Regions from separate parts of the Mus musculus genome. Here regions 1 and 2 are each linked to region 3. Evidence: chromatin contacts called from public HiChIP or PLAC-seq data. All regions are on one chromosome and are shown on one strand. Each heading gives the region's core, a stretch centred on a gene start, on an enhancer-like site or on the middle of the called end of the contact. The rest is flanking DNA. Distances are from core to core; before and after follow the strand shown.

Region 1 (3,852 bases), core at 1,090-3,589, 100 kb after region 3:
GGAATCCTGGGACCTCCAGTCTTTGCACCATGAACAAATGAAATGAGGAGTTCTGCCAACAGCCCAAGTGAATTTGCAAGCTGATATTCCAACTTTCTGTCTCTAGATGAGACTGTACTTTTCCTAATACCTTGATAGGAGAGAATGCTACCAAGTGGTATCTGTATATCTGACCCACCAGAAACTAAGAAAATACATGTGTGTTGTTTCGATTTGTCAAATCCATGGTCGTTTTTTGCATAATCACAGAAAGCTAATAGTCTTTCTTGTTTTAATGAAGTCGCAAATAGTTTATTATTTTCTTAACAGTTAAGGATACAGAATGCCTTTCCCTAGATAAGTGTTGACTGCAGCTTGGGAGGAAGGGCATTTCCAAAGGCATGGGTGACATTGGGTTCTGAGTCCTTAAAGGTGGGGGGACATTGAAAATAGAAAACACTGACAGAATGTGAGCTTCCAGGAGCTCTGGGAATGAGGAGGGCAAGGCAGGGGAAGCACCCAGAGAATAGTGAAAAAGTGTGTAGTGCAGGGCTAGCCTTTGCTTATGTGCTCCTTTAGACCCCAAAGGCACAGATTTTCATATGAATATCAATTGATTCATCAACCTAAACTCCATTTGACTTCTGGGTGAGCCCATGAGGCAGGTTCTAGAGAACCAAGGTTTCCAGAGTCTCCTCTCTTCCATAGGGCTTAGTGGGATATATTGGTTTGTCATGGCTGTGGTAAGAAGGCATGTGGTAAGAAGTTACTACCACAACAAGTGGCCTAAACAACAAGTTTTATTATTTCCCAGCTTTGGAGGCCACCTTCTACATGGGTTACCCCAACATTTGCCTTTATCTGAGCATGAAATTAAATTCTCCCTGTGGGTATGTCTATCCCGGAATTTCCTCTCTCTTGGACAGGTTAGAGGATTTAACAAGTAAAGTCTCTTGCCATGAGAGCCTAGCGACCTGAGTTCAAACTTCGGGAAGGGTAGAAGGAGAGAGCCAACCGCACAAAGCTGTCTGCTGATCTCTACATGTGTGCTGTGGCACATGTATGTACCCTCTCCCTCTCACACACACAAACACACCCACACAAGTAGTGATTGCCAAATTAATAAAAACAAATTTCTGTTTCTAATTAGGGTATCATATTAGATTAGGTATCTACTCTACTCTAGGATCGCCATTTTGGAAACTAATGACACCTACAAACTAGGTCACATTCTGAAGTTCTAAGCATGAGAACTTCCCATAAGAATTTGGTGGAAAACTCAGCTCAATCCGTAGTTTGGCTAGTTTGGGCATGGATCTGTGGTAGACCTAGCTTTTTCTTTATTGGCTGTGAGACTGTGATTGAACGTAAGTTTAACTTTATTTGAAGAGGTTGGTAGATCCCCAACTAACACCACTGTTTGAAGCAACTTCCTCGACTTTGCCCGAGTTGCTTGAAGAAACTTCCCGAAACTATTCTACAGAATATCCTATTAGTCACTATACACACATATAATTAAACAGCAACTTCGGAAAGAAGGGACTGATTTTGTCTTGCAGCCTCAGACAGGGATACAGCCCGTCAAAGCTGAGAAGGCATGACCACTTGAGAGTGAGGTTGTCCTGGTAGACAGGAAACAAAAAGATAGCAGGAAGTGGGGCCAGGCTATAAACTCTCAGAGCCTGCCCCTAGTGACATACTTCCTCCAGTAAGGTTCCCACCTCCTAAATGTTCCTCTACCTTCCCAAAGGGTGCTACCAACTGGGGGCCAAATGTTCAAAGACATGAGATATGAGGGGCGTTTTTTTCACTCAGACAACAGTGTCCTCTGCTCACTTCCCAGGGAATGCTCAGTCTTATTTCATGGCTCTGCAATGCCACTGTTGAACTACAATTTGTCTTATCCGTACGGTAGCAGGGGAAAGACCTTTGAAATCTACGCCTTCTAGTGGAGAAAAGAATCTTGCCGAGTAAGCCAACACTGGTAGGCCAGCTTCCCTGGAGAAAAAGTTGGATGCGCTGCCATTCCTGGGTGGATTTCCAAGGCCTGTAGCCTCAGAGAGGAAGAGCCTGTGGGCGGTTCCCTAATCTTTTGCCTAGAGACCAAACCAACCCAGCAGGTCTAATTGATGGCAATTAATAGTTCACATGTTCTTCAAACAGCCGTCTTGTTTAAGTGCTCCAACTGACTCATTTCCCTCTATGACAACATAGGTTACAAAGTGAAATTTCAATAGACAGGGCTTGTTAAATGTCAGCAGTGCAATCAGGCTGTGAGAGAACCAGAGGGAGTGTCCTCACTGGGTGAGCAGCACCCTCTTGTCTCTACAAAAGACAGGACTCACAGCTTGCTTCCCGTCTCCTTTCTTTCTTAGCCCTTCGGTCTCTTTCTGCCTTTGGCCTGGTCTAGATACTAGAATGGTCTACTGATGTTTGAGCTAGAACAAATGTGACATGCTTTTTTTTTGAAGCCCACCTGTTCAAATACATTCCGCCCGGAGAATATCAAAATTCCAAGGCTGTCTTGTAATCGCTGGAGTTAGGGGTTTCGCTGTGAATGCTGCTCTCCCAAGGACTAATCTTATCAATAGATTGGCCGCTGAATCGGCTTTTCAGGACTCCAGCTTTGTCAGTTTAGTCTTTATTTCTCTCACTGGAGCAGAGACGCTTTCCTGGGGGGGAAAACAACTTTTGCGGTATCATGGTGCAGATCTAAAATAAAGGCAGAAAAGGGGCCAATGGGAAAGCGACTGATTATCCAACAGAAAACGAGAAGAAAAAACCGAACAACTGTGAAGAAAGAGAAGCAGATAGCAACCCCAGAACTGTTGAGTTTTGTTTCAAACGCTTTCAAGTTTTGATCACAAGCTTTCTGTTAAGACAGCCCAGATCCTGAATCTGGAGGGCTGCCACTCCAAGTCAGCTACACATATAACATTACAAATTACTTCACTAGCCAGTATGTACTGTCACATGACATGATCAGCAGTCTCCAGGGTCACGTGTCCTTGGCAAGCAATAGAAAGTAGATTGTGGAGGCCAGTTCAGATGCCCACCTACTGCAGCCTCTCCGCTTCTGGCTTCTTGTACAGATGTATGGCAGGGGAGACATGACTTCCTCCCTGAGACGTTTTCAACCAGGGCTGTTGTGGGTTGGTCTTGTGTAGCATATATTCAGATGGTGATTTTTGTGCCCAGACATCTGGATGCAGCATGGCCAAGCATCTCTGGTCCCAGTGTTATGTACAAATTGTTTTCCAGCTTCTCTGATTGGTTAACAAAGAACAGACTTGGACCATGACTAAGCAGGAGAGGACAGTAGACATGGGATATCAGATCTTAGTGAAAGGGTCCCAAGTAGAGAAAGAGAAGACAAGTGTGGAAAGACCATGTGGACACCAGGAGGATTCACCATGAGGTCACGATGAGAGAGCAGCCTCGAGGACACACACGGAGCAGAGTGAGCCAAGGTGAGACTGAGATGTCCAGTCATGAGGCATTTATCTGTGTACTAATTGCCGTAGAGGGTTAGACCATAGAGGGTTAGAATACCTAAGGACCTGTCCAGCGTAGTGCCAGGAGCTTGTTAATAAAAATACCAGGTCACCATGTCTTTTATTTGGGAGCTATATGCACTAAGTGGGTGTAAAAATTGCAGTTATTTGGAAAAAAAGGAATGTTAAGAAAACTTATCCCCACCCCCACCCCAATACTTCTATCCAGGCACTCCTTCTTGCTGTCAGCTGGAAAGAGACATATTGGCAACTGTATTCTTATGTGGTAACTTTGAGTTAGTCCCAGGCTTGAACTCTAGCCCTGCCTCTCCTAAAGGTGTGGTCTAACACAGAGAGCATCATCTCCCCGTTTCTCCTT
Region 2 (4,384 bases), core at 1,678-4,177, 81 kb after region 3:
TGCTACCTGCTGTAGTTCTTGCATTTGTTTTATACTGTTGCAGGAGAGGCAAGCTGTCCCACCTCTCCAGCGCCAGGGAAGATCTATTTTTGCTCTCACTCTAATATGATATAGTCTATCATGATGGGTGATTCTGTAGCAGCAGGGACATCAGGTAGCAGCTTGGTCAAATATCAGCAAACCAGGAAGCAGAAATGGGACAGAAAGCAGAGCCCTGCTACCAGCCCCAGATGTCTGCTTCCTCCAGCCAGGTTTCTGCCTCTCAAGGGTCCCAAAACCTCCCCAAAGAGGACCGCAAAAACTGTGACGGTCATCTTATATCCAAACCATAGCATTGTGCCCTTGTCCCCCAAAAGTTTATGGCCACCTCACTCTGCAAAATGAATTCAGTTTAACTTCAAAAGTCTTCGTAGTCTTAACAGTTTCAGTACTGTTCAAAAGTTCAACGTTGAGGCTGGAGACACAGCTTAGCAGTTAAAGTCACTGGAGGCTTCCCCAGAGGACCTGGGCTCTGTTCTCAGCACCTACATGACAGATCACAACTATCTGTAACTACAGTTTCAAGGGGATCCAACACCTTTTCCAGCCTGCATTTGTCACATTATTTTCTGTCACTGAGTCTAAGAGCAAAGAGCAGCAAACATGTCCTAGCTTAGATGTTATGGTGTCTGAAAGGTCCTCTATTAAAAGCTTAATCTATTACTTGTGAATTCAGCCCCCAATCATGTTTTCAGAACATAGGTGGAATTCGTTGGGCTTCACTAACCCCTGGTTCCGAACCCTTCCATGGTCTTCCCGTAAATTGGTTCCAAAGGCCTGTAAGCCATAAGGCCAGGTATATCACAGGAATGGAGCTGGCACTAAATTACCATAGCAAGGCACTAAATTACCATAGCAACTCCTCATGGCTTCCACTAAATACCCACCAAGAAGCAACTTACCGTAGGAGAACCTGCTTTGGCTTGTAGTACAGGAAGATATGGTTTGTCATGGCTGGGAAGGCATGGGAGCAGCTAACAGTCTGACATAGCTGTTAGTCACAACTTAAAGGACCAAGGAAGGGCAAAAGGGTAGGAAAAATGGCCGTGCTCTAAACTTGAAGGCTGTTTTCCCAGAGGCCAACTTCTGCCAGCTGAGCCCTCTCAGTCAAAAGGTTCTACCACTTTCCAAAAGAGTGCCACCAGCTGGTGACCAAGTGTTCAAACAAAAGAGTCTGTCTCTGTCTCTGTCTCTGTCTCTGTCTCTGTCTCTGTCTCTGTCTCTGTCTCGTCTCATCTCTCTCTCTCTCTCTCTCTCTCTCTCTCTCTCTCTCTCTCTCTGTGCACATGCGCATGTATGCACATGTATGTGTGTATTGCCTGTGCATACATGTGTGGAGGCCAGAGGTTGTTTTGGGTTCTCTTCCCCATCTCTCTCTCTCTCTCTCTCTCTCTCTCTCTCTCTCTCTCTCTCTCTCTCTGAGGTAGGGTCTCCCACTGAATCTGGAGCTCTGCATTTTGGCCCGTAGGCCCTCAGCACCCTCCTGTCTCAGCTGCCCCAGTGCTGGGGATGCAGACCTGAGCTCTGGCTCCCGGCATTCAGCTGTGTTCTGGCAATCTGCACTTAGGTCTTCTGAGCAATCTCTGTATCTCCATCAGAGGATTTTTAAGGAAACATAGGCAGTTGCTAAGTCACTCAGAATCACATCACAATTAATAAAGCTCGATGAAAAGTGGGGATTTCATTTCTAACCCATCTTCACATTGCCTAGTTACCAGTCAGCCTTGCTCATGGCCAGGGTGACCCTCCAGCCACATCATCTAGGGTCAGTGTGTGGTACAAGGCATCAGATCTGGGCGGGGTCCTTGGGGTGCCTCTCACTGCTTGCTTCTTTATTGAGGAAGGAAAATCCAGAGTCTCCAGATAGAGGTGTCAGGTAGTACTCCACAGGGAAGCCACCCCAACCGCCTTGCCTCAGTTCACAGGCGTGTTTTGTACCTGCATTCATTCCTAAGATGTTCTGAGGAACTGTTTTCAGTGGTGGAAGGGAAGGCTCCTGGGATACCAATCTACAAGCAGAAGAGTGCTTGTTTAGTAGGCCCTGGCCTAGAGTCAATTCCAGGAAATGAAAAGAAAAAGTAGTGAAGGTTTTCTTCTGGAAGAGGAAAGGATTGGGTGAGATGGAAGGGCGACGTGCAATGTGCAGCAGGGAGGAGCTGAAGATCCAGTCTCCTCTGTGCAGTTTGATGTGTGTGTGTGAGTGTGTGTGTGAGTGTGTGTGAGAGAGAGTGTGTGAGTGTGTGAGAGAGTATGTGTGAGTGTGTGAGAGTGTGTGTGAGAGAGAGACACACAGAGAGACAGAGTGTGGGTGTGTAAGAGAGTCAGACAGACAAAGAGACAGATAGGCAGGCAGACAAAGAGACAGACAGAGTGTGAGTAAGAGAGACAGAGAGACAGAGAGACAGATACAGTGTGTGCATGTGAGAGACAGACAGAGACAGAGAAACAGATCGACTGACAGAGAGACAGACAAAGGCAGACTCAGAGAGGCAGAGAGACTGAAGACGAAGAGATGGGCAAAGACAGACTCAGAGACAGAGAGAGACTATGTAAGAACACTTAAGACCCATACTATGAGAACATACAATATTTTTTCCAAAACCAATCCCCGCCTGCACACACCTCCAGATGCTCTAGAGGAGTCTCTACCATATAGACTCTATGTAAGCAGTTCTCAGAGTGTGTTACTGGAAGCCACAGGAAATGGCTGTGTGGGCTCAGCACAGATGTCGTACTTGTCTCCCCTTATTTTGAGATCAAGACCACGAATGCTACACCTATCAGTCCAGAGCCAGCGCTGCTCCACTTCCTGCTCCACACCCTCTGTTCTTCCCGACTGTCACCTCAGCTCTTGACATGGCTTTGCTGACACAGCTCTCTCACAAAATGCCCAGTGGCCATGTACAGAAGCAGTGAGCCTCCCTCTCCTGGGTCCTAGAGGCCTGAATGCACTTCTTCATCCCCGTACGATTCTTACGTGGGTGGCTGCTATTTAAGATCTGCCCTGTCCGCTTGGGTCCAAACAGAGGCCAGCGCTTGGCTTAACGTATGCAGAAGTGGTTACCTGCCTCAAAGGAGGAAGTGGGCAGAGTCCAGTGAACACAGGCCCTGAGCTTGGGCAGAGCTCTGCAAACACATGGCCTCAGCCTGGACTGTTGTCAGCCAGCTTGGCTCACCTCTTCTGCTCCTCAGGCCTCAGTGGACCCTGGGAGGATGAGGATGACGATGACGATGGGTGGATGATGATGATGATGGTGGTGGTGGTGATGATGATGATGATGTAGAGGAACACCTGAGCAACCAGACCCGGCTTGGCCTTCTGAAATGGTTCTCTCTATTGGTCAGGGATGAATGCAACCCGCTCCCCCCCACAAGTTTTCTTCCTTTCAAAACGCCCTTTAGAAGAGAGGGAGTCGCCTTTTGCAGCGAGCTTTGACAAAGCTCTTCAGTTCTTGGGAATCTCTCAATTGCTTTATAGCAAACAACAAAGAAACGTTTGGGGAATGTACATTAGTTTAAAACCACCTCAAACATCACGGGGTTAGAATTCTTAAAGAGATAATCTGACAGAATCTGCAAGGGAGGGGAAAAAAGGCAGAGACTTTTTTTTTTAACACAGATTTAGCAATTCTTCCTCGGGCTATGACCTCGAATTACAAGTGCTGGATGTCATGGTAAATAAGCCTTTAAAGCCCCTGCCTGAAAAGCGACTCTGCACGGCTCTTTTGTGGAGGGCACGAAGGCACACACACCCAGAGCAGGCACACAATCCGGTCTGTGCTCATGTCATGCAAATGGGACGTGGATCTGTTTGCAGCCACAGCCACAGCCACAGCCGCAGACGTGGGAGCTTCAAGCCCTGATGTCAGCACGCTCAGAGAGAGGTGGGGAGAGGGTCTGTAAAACAGGCCGATTGTCTGTTGCAGGAGTCAGCTCTCTGCACCAGATGCTAAATCCAGAAGTTAAGGATGGAATTAGGAGCCATTTCAGGCGGTGAATATACTGGGGGGGGGGGATGTTTTTATATGAACATATTATAAAATTGTAAATGACCACATCTAAATTACATGCCTATTAACGTATTCACTAAGCAGACATTTGCCTGGCTTAGCTCACTCTCTGAAGCTTTGCATGTACTGGGTCCAACCATGTTTTTTGTTGCTTTTTGACCTAGGAGTGCAGGACATGTTCACTCAGAAGACACAGCCAGGGCTCTTAAAGCCCCCAGAGAACTGACAGCTAGCCGAAAGCTTCAGTCCAGTTGGAAATAGGTTTTGAGATATTTGCCAGTCTCTGACTTATCTTATTAAGAGGAAGATGAAAGAGAAAAGATGAGGCGGTGCTC
Region 3 (4,360 bases), core at 1,040-3,539:
GCGGGGACACAGTGGGGGTGGGGTGGGGTGGGGTGGGGAACTGCCCCACCAGACCGCCAGGCCTAAGTATGCCAGGATTTCTGACCTTTGGCCACCATACCATTTAAGGCTGAAATCCTGGATGTGTTGTGGGGCATTGCCCCAGGCCTAGGAATACAGGCACTCCAAATTTGTTAAACAAGTTAAGACTCTTCATGTTTCTGAACCTCCATTTCGCTGACAATAAAATGGATAACTACTACTTATCCCTCGGGTGGCTTAGAGAGCTACATGTTGGAGTGCCCAGAGCCCCACTTGGGGGGTAATGAGCAAATCAATGTGCCCAAGAGCTTTTTTTTCCATGGGCCCAAACTGCTGATCCCTCTGAACTCTGCTGTGAAACGGCCTCTTCTGTTAACAAGAGGCTCTCGGCTGCCGCACAAAGGAGATCAGATAAGATAATGTATTGAAAAGCACTGTGCAAACTGGAGTTTAAATTCTTTAAGTCCTTAATCTCTGCACCCTTTCAGCCTTTCAGAATTTCCAGCAGGGTGGAGAGAGACAGCCAGAGGGGACAGCCACTGACGCCTGGGTATATGGTCTTGTTTTGTTCACAAAATACTTTGCATCTCTAGTCCAGAGGGCCGGGCTGAAAGGTAGAAAGGAAGACAAGTTCTCCCCCAGCTGAGCTGGGAAAGTCCCTCCACAATCCCTCTCCCTCTTTCTCAACTTTCCCAAAGTTTGATGGGGGGGGGGGCAGGAAAAAAGGCAACAGAAGAGATAAACCTCAAAGGCCAAGAGATAAAACTAAAAACAAAGTTTCAGGAATGGACCCCAAAGGGATGCTAAGTCTGGAAAGGAAGTCGGCACAGCCTCCCTGGAGGAAGTGGGGTGCAGTGAAAATAGCAATATGGCCATCACCCTCAAAAGAGGGGGCAGAGAGCATGGACACCAGACCCCCATGCCCATTGCAAGTATGAATGGTAACCTGGACCAAGCAAGAGCAATCCTCTAAGCACTAGCCACCAAGTCTGAAGGGGTAGCCACAGGTGGCATGCCTCTGCCTGTACTTTGAGGTTCTAGCAAGCAGCCAAATCTGGCGAACTTGTGGCCACCTCACTGTACATTCTCAAGTTCTGAAGGAATGCTGTTAATTATTACTGTGAACCCAGGAGAGCCCACGAGGGTCTGGCCCAAACTAGCTCCCTGCAACACGCAGAACCTAACCAACAACGGACTAGAATACAAGAAGCTTCCTTTCCGAATCAGTCTCTGCCTGCCACCTTCCCTTCATAGGATGGACACTGGAGTTCGAAGACTACCAAGTATGTCTGCTCCATGTCTGGTTAACTTCCAGTTGTCTAGTCTTTATAGTGGGGTGAACTTCATGGGGCTGCCTGTATATTTTGAAGGCCAGCAAAACCACATTTCAATACTCATTTAAAGTGGATCCCAGCCCGGTGTGGTGGTGCACACCAGTTATTCTAGTACTTAGGTGGTGGAGTAAGATGACGAGTTCAAGACCATCCTGAGCTGCATACCAGCACGGGCCACAGGAGACCCTGACTCAACAAAACAAAACAGCGACTCTCCCCTATTTCCCGGGCAGGTACACAAATATGAAGTTTTCGGAGCAGGGGGCTAAGGACTGCAGAAATCAACAACTTGGTTTGGTTTTCAAATGCCAGCCAGCGCTCAGGTACTGCAGATTCCTCGAAGCTAGGGATTCTGGGATGCGGACCGCCCGCTGAACTGGGGTACCAGGGGGGTCAAGAGCATCATCCTGTTAACACCCGTTCCCCAGCCCCTCTGGGACCCCTCGCGCTGGTCCAGCCCGGATCCCGTCCCAGACGCGCACTCACTGGGCGGCGGGGAGTATCTGCCGGGCTCCTGTATCCACGGTGCTCCGTCTTCGGAATTTTCCGACTTGACCGAGGCGGTCTCGAAGGGCTTGACGAGAGGCCCGGGACTGTGAGCGTCCCGGACGCCGTGTCCCGGCAGCAGCAGCGGCCGCAGGACAGCGCCAGCCGAGGCGCAGTCGGGTGGCACCGCGGGCGATTCCTTGGGCGGCTTCTTGTCGGACATGAGCGCCTCCACGCTGAAGGGCAGGCTGGAGACCTTGACCCTGCGTTCCTCTGCGCTGCCCTCGGCTCCTCCAGGCCCGGGACCCGGGCCGGCCAGTACCGCGGGGCCCTCCTCATCCGACGAAAACAAGTCACCGCCTTTAGTCGGAGAAGCCATGACTTTCTGCGCCGCGTAGCTGTCGGCGCGCGACTCCGCTGGCAACTCTCAAGCGAAGACTCCAACTTTTGGGGGGGGAGCCGGCAGGGGCGCGCTGGGAGCCCAGCCTGTCCTCCGAGGGGAAGTGGGAGACTCGGCTCAACCAACTGGCGACGGCCCTGCTCCTGACGCCACGGACGCTCGCCACCGATTGGCTCTCCCTGGAGAGGCTTGGGGCCCTTCCCCCGCCCCGTTTGAAATAAATTAGGAGTTAATTACAGGAGCAGTCAGCAGAGTTGTTATTAGGCGATCCCTCAAGGGTTATAATCGCCCAAACTGAAAAGTCTAAGGCGTAATTAAAGCCGATTGTTTAAAGAGGAAGCTTGCCGAGTCTCATTTCTTGTCTTTTAACCCCTCTTTAAAGTGTTTCTGGTGCCGATCCCACACGCTCCCGCCTGAGAATGTTGGAAATCTGCGGAGGGCATGGAACATTTATAAAGCTCCCACTATGAGCTCAAACTAGTGTATCTTTGTAACTATAATGGAAAACAATAGCAGCATCTTTACTAATAGAAATAGTTTAGGCATGGTCCTTAGTTGTCTTATCTTTGGAGAGTGTTCCAAGACATTAGCTGTAACTCATTCCTTAAGAAAAGGGACAAAGATGAGAAAGGCTGAGAGGTGGTCAAGGGATATTCAACTAATCTCTACCCTTTCTCCCTTTTTTTTTCCTTTAAAACAGACTCTTGCTCTCCAGCTCTGGCTAGCTTAGAAGTCGCTCCCTATCTTACCCAAGATGGTCCTGAACTTGCTACCCCACTGGCTTCGTCCCTGGTGTTGAGAGTGTAGGTGTGCACCAGCAGACCCAGCGCCCATTGGTTCCTGGCAGCTAATTTACACAAATGATCTCCATTTCATACTCTGTCCAAACAGGACAAGTTTTAGAAACTGTCAATGGGGATATTTTCTCACCCCTTGAGTCTCCTCTCTAGGCCCGTGCAAAAGTGTGCTCATGAGGTTTTTTTTTTTTTTTTTTTTTTTTGAGTTTGTGTTTGTCATTGGAGTTCAGGTGTCAGGATAGCATCTGCCTTGGGAGGTGATGGGCAGGGGAGAAGGGTATTTGTGACATTTAGTGTCTTTATTCTCTCTGCAAATAACAGGGTTCGACTTTGCAAACCCAAAGCCTGAATATCTTTGGGGAAAGCTCATCTCACCTGACTTTGAAATTTTAAGCAGCATACCTATCAGGATCCCACCCTAAAGCACACTCTCTATCTAACTGCAGCCCCAAAGCATCAGTGACCAACTGTATCAATGCATGGAAGAAGAGAGTTTTGAGACAGAGGCCTGAAATAATTCTGCACCTCCCTTGCCCGCAAGCCAGCAGGAGCAGAAAGATCGCTGCAAACAACCCATTTCAGGCTGCAGAAGCTTTTTCATAGATCCAAAAACCCATCCGGACTGGTGGGGGAAAGAAGAGCCTGCTAAGCGCTGGTCCCAAACAGCAAATGCTCCCTAAATACTCCCTCCAGCACCAAAGGGGAGGACCATTGCTCCAAGTTGCTTTCAATGACCAGAGCTTAGCAGGTACCCCAGTTTAGAAGACTTAGAAACTTGACTGCCTAGACCTCCAGATCCTTCCAGCTTACCTCTCTGAAACAGGGACCTTTGCCTCAAACATTTACCCAGAGTGAAATCTCGCTGGTCTGAGGGAACCCATAGATGTAGAAATCTTAGAAGATTAAAAAAAAAAAAGTCTTCACCAGATAATTCAGTTCAGTTTTGAAAGGTTTTCTTTTAATGATAAGAAGTTCTAAATGAGGCTTCTAAAAACCTGTGAAACTTTCTCCTACCACAAGATACAAGTACTTTGTTGTTGCTAACTGGAAGCCCGGGAAAGCCAAAAGAAGACAACGAAGGTGATTTGGAGACATGTATTTTCCCTGGAGTCACATCTGATGATAGGGATCTCAAATACAATACAGGTAAATTCAGATTGAGTTGTATGTCCTCTCAATAAGTGAGGCAAGATGTGGGGTTATGTATTTTGGAAGCAAATCTAAAATTCGTTTAGTCCTCAGCTGCCGAAGAATACAATGAAGTTCACGTTTCAATTGTCCTGAACCCAACCAATGCTTTATAAATAATCGGAAAACTTATC

What was found. HiChIP or PLAC-seq counts read pairs in DNA pulled down with a chosen protein or histone mark.
Region 1: a contact with region 3 is called in an H3K27ac HiChIP or PLAC-seq map of extraembryonic endoderm stem cells. The contact joins the enhancer-like site here to the promoter of Msx2 in region 3. A contact is called at or near these places in 4 of 39 promoter capture datasets (cranial neural crest, frontonasal cranial neural crest, maxillary cranial neural crest and 1 more), 1 of 15 datasets of contacts at CTCF or cohesin (the NIH/3T3 cell line), 12 of 484 Hi-C or Micro-C datasets (embryonic fibroblasts, embryonic stem cells, extraembryonic ectoderm and 6 more), 13 of 115 datasets of contacts at active chromatin or transcription factors (astrocytes, craniofacial prominence, embryonic forebrain and 7 more) and 2 of 9 other capture datasets (embryonic tail and pancreatic islet).
Region 2: a contact with region 3 is called in an H3K27ac HiChIP or PLAC-seq map of trophoblast stem cells, with 18 read pairs. The contact joins the enhancer-like site here to the promoter of Msx2 in region 3. A contact is called at or near these places in 4 of 39 promoter capture datasets (cranial neural crest, frontonasal cranial neural crest, second pharyngeal arch cranial neural crest and 1 more), 5 of 484 Hi-C or Micro-C datasets (embryonic somatosensory cortex, embryonic stem cells, group 2 innate lymphoid cells and 1 more), 7 of 115 datasets of contacts at active chromatin or transcription factors (craniofacial prominence, embryonic forebrain, embryonic hindbrain and 4 more) and 3 of 9 other capture datasets (embryonic tail, liver and pancreatic islet).

Annotation. Positions count from the first base shown.
Region 1 is chr13:53,570,967-53,574,818 of GRCm38.p6, forward strand. No RefSeq gene overlaps it. Among named protein-coding and RNA genes, the nearest start is that of Gm34022, 40 kb to the left of the region's middle. Within about 2 kb of position 2,340, at least 6 of the 459 cell types and tissues checked have an H3K27ac peak or open chromatin away from gene starts, as enhancers often do. A contact at or near this core is called in extraembryonic endoderm stem cells and trophoblast stem cells, where this site is marked.
Region 2 is chr13:53,550,579-53,554,962 of GRCm38.p6, forward strand. No RefSeq gene overlaps it. Among named protein-coding and RNA genes, the nearest start is that of Gm34022, 20 kb to the left of the region's middle. Within about 2 kb of position 2,928, at least 28 of the 459 cell types and tissues checked have an H3K27ac peak or open chromatin away from gene starts, as enhancers often do. A contact at or near this core is called in craniofacial prominence and trophoblast stem cells, where this site is marked.
Region 3 is chr13:53,470,491-53,474,850 of GRCm38.p6, forward strand. Msx2 (msh homeobox 2) reads right to left here and starts at 2,290. Exons shown (of 2, transcript NM_013601.2): 1 at 1,842-2,290. The coding sequence starts at 2,220. It overlaps Gm33763 (a long non-coding RNA gene), which reads left to right. Exons shown (of 4, transcript XR_873406.2): 2 at 3,485-4,360.